2 separate regions of the Mus musculus genome follow, and region 2 is linked to region 1. Evidence: chromatin contacts called from public HiChIP or PLAC-seq data. All regions are on one chromosome and are shown on one strand. The core of a region is the stretch at or near the end of the contact, and the rest is flanking DNA. Distances in the headings are between cores, read along the strand shown. Region 1 overlaps Nptn (neuroplastin). Region 2 overlaps Hexa (hexosaminidase A).

What was found. HiChIP or PLAC-seq counts read pairs in DNA pulled down with a chosen protein or histone mark.
Region 2: a contact with region 1 is called in an H3K4me3 HiChIP or PLAC-seq map of bone marrow-derived macrophages, with 3 times the contacts expected there. The contact joins two enhancer-like sites. A contact is called at or near these places in 2 of 39 promoter capture datasets (frontonasal cranial neural crest and pre-B cells), 2 of 115 datasets of contacts at active chromatin or transcription factors (both in bone marrow-derived macrophages) and 1 of 9 other capture datasets (embryonic stem cells).

Annotation. Positions count from the first base shown.
Region 1 is chr9:58,629,148-58,632,855 of GRCm38.p6, reverse strand. All of the region lies in intron 4 of Nptn (neuroplastin), which reads right to left. Among named protein-coding and RNA genes, the nearest start is that of Nptn, 49 kb to the right of the region's middle. Within about 2 kb of position 2,210, at least 9 of the 459 cell types and tissues checked have an H3K27ac peak or open chromatin away from gene starts, as enhancers often do. A contact at or near this core is called in bone marrow-derived macrophages, where this site is marked.
Region 2 is chr9:59,543,198-59,546,945 of GRCm38.p6, reverse strand. The region is part of intron 1 of Hexa (hexosaminidase A); the gene reads right to left. Among named protein-coding and RNA genes, the nearest start is that of Hexa, 5.5 kb to the right of the region's middle. Within about 2 kb of position 2,000, at least 85 of the 459 cell types and tissues checked have an H3K27ac peak or open chromatin away from gene starts, as enhancers often do. A contact at or near this core is called in bone marrow-derived macrophages, where this site is marked.

The DNA.
Region 1 (3,708 bases), core at 961-3,460:
CAGAGATAGCCAAGGTTGTACCTCGTGCTGCAGCTGGACTTGGTAATGTATAAGAGTCACCCAGGTGGTACTGGTTTTGAAGGCATGAAGGTGTCATGAAGAACAGCTGAGGCTTGACACTGTGAGAAGTCATGGAAGGCCATTGGTGAAGGTGTAGCCTCAGCTGTAGTTGATGGCTCAGGACTGAAGGGGTCATGCAAAGGATTTGAGGCTTGGCACCATGAAAAGAGCCTATGAGAGGCTATTGGTGAAGCCTAGTTGGAGTGGAACACCCCAGTGTATTGGAGATGTCAGTACCAAGAGGTGATCACCAAGAACAGCAGCCGCAGAACTAACTATAAAGGAACCTTTAAAATTACTGTCTTAATTTTACTTTATCTGGCACTAAAGGAAACTAGGGCCCAGAGGTGAAAAATGGACTAGTTAAGCTTGTGGTAAACTTACTGACAGGACAAGATTAGAATCCATTTTCTCTAACTCTTCAAAAGCCTTTCACTTATCCTGTGCTGAACACAGCAGCATGGTGCCAGAGTGCCTAGGTGACAATCTGGCCCCAACAGTTAACTCAGCCACACTAGGTCAGTCGTTTAATCCCACAAAACCTCCATTTTCTCACCTGACTAGTAGATGATATAATAATAATAAATAATAACAACAACAACAACTCCATACACTTGTGAAGACTAAAGAAGAGGAGAGAAACAAATGCTGCCTGGTATACACTAAGTATACAGTATTAGCTTTTCTTATTATGAAAGGTCAGCAGCATCCTGACCTGGAGCAGGAATAGTTATTTGAGCTGAAGATGATGACCATTAATGCTCCAGAGATACTATGATTATGTTTTCAAAGAGTTCTCATATAGACATAATTTGAAGTTCAAACCAGCTTTTGCATAAGATGGAGCCTAAAGGATGCTTCTGGGTAGCCTCCTGAATGAATGACATGAAATGCTGCTTTTGTTCAAGGTGCTATACAGATAAATGTGAGATGATATTACTTTCAATAATGACACCTCACAGTATCTTGTCCAGCTACAAGCAGGGGATGTTCTTCCAGAAATCCTAGGACTCCGTCCTAAAAAATATTCACATGTAAGGAAAGTTAAATAGGAAAGAGAGAACAACAGCAGTTTAAAAAAGGAAGGCAGGTCAAAAAAAGAAAAGGGCAAAGGATTGAAAAACTGTATGAAGAAAATATTTCAACATCTATTAGAGTATCAATGAGTCCTCTATATGCACAGTTCCTGGAAGCCACAGTCTCTACAGTAAAGAAGCTAGAGAAATGTGCTTGACTCTGAATTAGCTTGGCAGATCCCAGGAAAGTCTTCAGGACATTATCACAACTCTTTCCCCTCTCCTGGCCAGTCTTGTTCTTTCTTCCATCCCCACAAATGCTAAAGTTGTTTGTGAAATACTTAAGCAACTTGTGTATGTGGATGGGATTCTGAGGCAGAGGGAATCACAAAGCCAGTATGGGCTACAGATCCTACAAGAGGAGGATGAGGAAAACAAATATTACTTTGGGGGATTCGTATGTATGTGTGTAATCTATGCATGAGTGTGTATGTCCACATAAGCATGTGTGGAGGTCAGAGGCCAACACTGAGTCTTGTCTTCTATAACTTCACTTTTTGAGGCAGGATGTGTCTTACTAAACTAAACCTAGAGCTCACGGACTGGCTAGAATTGGCAGCTCCAAGCCACAGGATCTTCTGTCTCCATCTCCCATTGTTAGGGTTACAGGCCCACACTATCACACCCAGCTTTTTATGTGGGTACAAGGGTTCCAAATTCAGGTCCTCATGATTATGCAGCAAGCACTTTACCCACTGAAGCTATCTTTCAGCCCCAAGCTATCAAAATTCCTAAGAAGTTTTAGCTTTTGTATTCTCTCCTATAACATAGTGTGTAATAGCTTGAGTCTTTAAGATTGTTGGTACTTTAACACTAAACTTTTTGTATGTTGAGTTCAAAAAGCTTTGAATAAACCCATGGAGTTTAGAAAAAATGGAGTGTAGAAAAAAAATCTATAGACTAGAATGAAAAAGGTACGGTCATTCAAACACATGTCCTTTATTGTGAAGAAAAAGAACTGACTGTAGAATTCAGTGAACAAACAGTTAAAAATTTCATGTTCCAAAGAGCTGGTTCAGTTAAATCTATACATAAAGAGGAACCTCAGAGATTACATCAGCAAAGAGGTCATTTATATTTCCCCAAATCTTGAATTTTTCAAGTATAACAACCTCTTACTGTTCTGCAGATTTCACATCTCTAAAGCTATAAAATGGCCTCTAACTCTACCCCAGAGGCACTGCCACCGTGGTTTAGAGTTAAAACACACTCCCTTCTAAATTTGAGTCAGTTTTCACACCCAATCACAATTGGAAGCTAGCTTAGAAAATGATCCTGGGTTGGGTTTAGTCAAAGCTTTTTGAACTTAACATACAAAATGTTCAATGTTTCTAATCTTAAACAAACTAAACTATCAACAATCTTGAAGACTCAAGATATTACACACTCTGTTTTCTATCCACATGCTTCGGGAGAGAATGAAAAAGCTAAAACCCCTTGGGAATTTTGATAAACTGTGTATCATACATTTATTTGGCCAATATAATCACAGACAACACCTCAGAGTTTCACATATCAGAAATTTCTCAGTCTTTTAAACCAGGATACCACTATTTGTTCCTGTTTTCCTAACAGGGTTATAAATACAGTAAAAGGTTAACAGTGCAGTCAACAACTTGAACATGAAAGCACATGAAGAACGTGTGTGCTACAAGTGTACAGTGTGTGCATGCAAGTGGAGGTTATAAGTCAATGTTTGGCGTCTTCCCTAATTGTTCACATAATTTTTTAAGACAGGATCAAAGCCCAGGGATCCTCCTGCCTCTGTCTCTGTCTGTCTCTGGAGAGCTGTAACTGCCCGGGGAATGTGAGTTCTGGGGAGTCACACTTGGATCCTCATGCTTTCATAGCAAACACTTACTTTACTGAGCCACTCCCCAAAATATACAAATTGTAACTTCTGTCTTAAAATACTAAGCCAGCAGCCCTCTCTGTTTTGCCCCTCCTCACTACTGCTTTACATCTGCCACAGAAATATAAAGTATACCCCTGGGACTGTTAAATCCCACCCTCTTTAAACAACAAAACAACAAACAAAGCTTTAGTTACTATAAGTTGCTACTGGGAGCCTGGTGAGCATGTGGAGGTCAGAGAATAACCAGAGCTAGTGCACTTTCTAACTTTATCTGGGTTTTAGGGGTTGAAACAGGTCACCAGCTTTGCACAGCAAGCACTTTTAACAACTTAGTCATCTCATCAGCCCTGAACCCTACATCTAAGCCAGCTAAACAAAGGAAAAAAACTTTTTTTGCACTTTAAGTGCTGCTTATAAATCACAATTGCCAAAACCATTAAGATGGCAGTTATTCAGTACCTGCAATTTTATTTAATTATTCAAATAAGTAAACAAGCAAACTTATCCTGTCCCATACTACTTAGGACTGTACCAAGAGCTCAGCAGGAATGACACAGGGCTTCAACTAAGGAGTCAAAGTTTCCTCACACAACTCAGCTCACTACTTACAGTTGGGAAGGTCCACTACTGACATAGAGAAAGACGTCTTCCAACACTTTTCATCCTCATGTTAAACAAATTCGGCACTCTCCAAAAGCAGAAAGGAATTAAAAGCAA
Region 2 (3,748 bases), core at 751-3,250, 910 kb before region 1:
TTTTAGGTACGTGAGCATTTTGCTTGCATGTATGTCTGTGTGTCATGTGCATGCTTGGTACACATGGACGTTAGAGGAGGGTGTTAGGTTCCCTGGAAGTGGAGTCACAGACTGTGAATAGCCACAATGGAGGTGCTGGGAACTGAACCTGGGGCGGCTGCAAGAGCAAGGAGCCATCTCTCCAGCCTCCTATCCAACAGCTGTCTCAGAAGCCGACTGCCCTGAGCCAGGAACTTCCTTGATGTTGATCTCCACCAGGCTGACCCAAGAAACTTCACCTTCCAGACGGGACTAACACTCCAGAGGTGCACACCCACCCTATGAAGAAACCAATGCTCAGGAGCACTTTCCCGCAGCCCAGTATTTGTGGTAAAAATCAGATTTTCCATTTTTCTGCATGCATTAAAAATCTGACCTGTCCCTTTCAATGTCATCACGACCAGAAAAAGAACATCTCCCCCAAATTCTTGATCCCAGGAGAGAACTTTAGCCAACAAACTCTTCTGGTGTGCCTGAGAACAGCAACAATGTACTCATATACATTAAATAAATCTTTAAAAACAATGGCCATTCAAACAAAAGCATTTCCACATTAACAACTAATTCTAAGCATTGTTCAATCACTAGCCATATTCTTTGTATGCTATTTAGTAATTTTTCAGTGTACCACCATGCCTGGCTAGTTGCTTTTCCTTTTCTTTCTGTCTGTCTATCTGTCTTTCTTTTTTTTAAGATTATTTATTTACTTCATGTATGTGAGTACACTGTTGCTGTCTTCAGACACACCAGAAGATGGCATCGGATCCTGTTACAGATGGTTGTGAGCCACCATGTGGTTTCTGGGAATTGAACTCAGGACCTCTGGAAGAGCATCAGTGCTTTTAAACCTCTGAGCCATCTCGCCAGTCCTAGTTAATTTTCTTTTATTGCTTTATGAAGCTGTTTAGATTTTCAGCCTTGCCTGCTTTATTTGAGTCTAGTGCTCTTTCTACCACGGATGGAATCCCAAGGAATTAGCCTTATCTTTTTAAGATGCAAATATTTGGCCTATCTTGTCCACTTTTTCTTTTTATGTTGTTTTTCAGGGGCTGATGTTTTCAAACAAGGTATCTCATGTTATCCTAGACTGGCTTCAGACTTGGGTAATTTTCCTGTCTCAGCCTCCTAAATGTGGGACTACAGATACAAGTCACATGTCCTCTTGATCTTTAATTTTACAATTTCTTTTTTTTTCTTTTCTTTTCTTTTCTTTTCTTTTTTTTTTTTTTTTTTTTTGGTTTTTCGAGACAGGGTTTCTCTGTGTAGCCCTGGCTTTCCTGGAACTCACTTTGTAGACCAGGCTGGCTTCGAACTCAAAAATCCACCTGCCTCTGCCTCCCAAGTGCTGGGATTAAAGGTGTGCGCCACCACCGCCTGGCTAATTTTACAATTTTTTAGTTTTCATATAGCAAATATAATAGTTTTTTCTTTATTTTTTTCCCTATTGCTTAGAAAGGCTTAGAATTGCAAATTCCCTTTAATGCTTTTATCTTAGATTTTGGTCTTTAGATATTTACTCTATCTGGAATTTATATATGGCAACAGGTAGCGTTTACTTTTTCCAATGGACAACTAGTTATCCTTATATATTTATTGATGGATCATCTCGTCACTCTGGACTGGAAAAACAGTCGTTAGCAATATGCTAAGTCGCCACATCATACACTCTTGAGCACACATTAAGATCCAACATTAGGTATTGCTGGTCTATCTCCCCGGCAATGTCATGGTCAAACAATCATAAAAGCCCCTCTGGCCCTTTCATGCTACACTCCCTTCCTATAAGGCGCTCCTCTCCATGACCCACCCGCACTACACATCAGCCACCTCTGCACATCCTTTCATGGCTACTTAACGCCTGATACCACCAGCTCTTTTCACTTCCTCCTTAACTGTAGCCCTGTTCTTTCCAGAAGAATGCTACTTCCCCTACATGGAGCTCTGAGAGGAAGCGGCTCTCAGGCTGGAGTTGAGACTTGGTGCTGCTTCTGATATCTCCCCAGCTGACCCATGCTTGCCTTCTGTGACTCAGGCCATCTAGCTGTGGAATCTTGAGTCTCTCCTACCACAGCACCCTGTCATTTCCTAGGCACGTTGGTATTTATTCCTTGTGCCCTGGAGTCTTGTGGCTGTCAGATGATCTGGACACTCAGAGGAGGAACCCACCCACATTCTGACTTAGTACTTTCCCAGTAATATCAGTAATCTCCTCCTCCTCCTCCTCCTCCTCCTCCTCCTCCTCCAACAGTTTCCAGCCATTGGGAGCCACTGGGACTTAAGAGTCCTGCTGAACCTCCTGTCTCTGGAAACTCATCTCCCATGCTAACCGTGCAACTGGCTGTCTGCTACGATTCTGTGTACTAGACACACCCACAATCAGACTTACAATCAATCAGGCTCATAGGTCTCTTGGTCAATTCTTTCTCTTTCCACTCCTTAGCACCTTCCCTTTTCCTCCTCTATCTTTGTGCATTGGCAGCGGCCCATGAGAACAAATTGCTCATACTGCTAAGTGGCAACTATGGGAGTCATCTTCAGTGCCCCACCCCTACCCACCCTAACTCTAGACTTCCAAGCACATCATACCTGAAACCCCTGTCTGGGCAGTCCAGAGAGCCTATGTCCCTGCAGCCACCACGGCTGCAACCAGTCCAGCTACTGTCATTACTAACCACCACAAAACTGCCATCCCTGCTTCTAAGTATCATTACCACAGATGGCCCCAGACCGCCAACTTGGCTGAATGCTACCTGTGTAATATACTTGCTGGCCTTCCTAATGCTCCTGCTTACTAGTGCTCACTAGGTGACTTAATGACTCTTTTCAGAACTTGCTGTCCCACCTGAGATCTGTGCAAATCAACTACAATGACCTTGAGTGTCTTGAATGAGGCTTAAAAGGCTTCTTTCCCAGGGGCCTTTACCACAAAATGTTCTCCAAGGTCTAAGGAAAGCTTTCCAAATGTACCTTCCCCACATCCTTACACTTGGGTCATGCCCTCCTCTTCTGCATTCATCAAATACCACAGGAAAAAAATTACACCTTATTGTATGTGTTTATCCTCATTTTCAGGAACTGTAATATTTTTCACACAGCTGGCCTCAAATTTACTATGTAGCTGAGGAAGACCTTGAACTTGAGATCCTGCTGCCTCCACTTACATGCGCTGCACACCCACTACGTGCACACAAGCCCAGGGCTTTCTGCATGCTCAGAAAGCACTCTCCTATCTCAGCTACATCCCCAGACGGTAACTGTAAATTACTTAGGGATGAGAGCAGTTTGATTAATATAGTCTTTGAACTTATCACTATTAACTAATTATAGTTGATTAATAAGCACTGATTGTAGTAAAGATGGAGGCAATGAGGGAGGCTAGAAATACTTTTGGGAAGTGATAAATGCAGCAGAGAAATAACACTCATTGACAGAATGGAAATGAAAAGGAGTCAGATGTTAGACGTTTCTATTTGAAGTCACTAACACTAAGATATGATCAGAGCTTAATTTTCCCTGAGGCTAATAGTCTTCCAAATGACTAATTGTCCTGACAAAAATCTTCATGAGCACTGTAAGGTGGCCATGAACAGAGGAAATCTTGATAGACAGACAGATCTAGATGGAACCCCCTACCAGAGCCTGGAGCTGTGTAACAGAAACAGTCATTATGCCTTCAAGTCTCAGTTCTGCAGACAGGTATAACACTGAC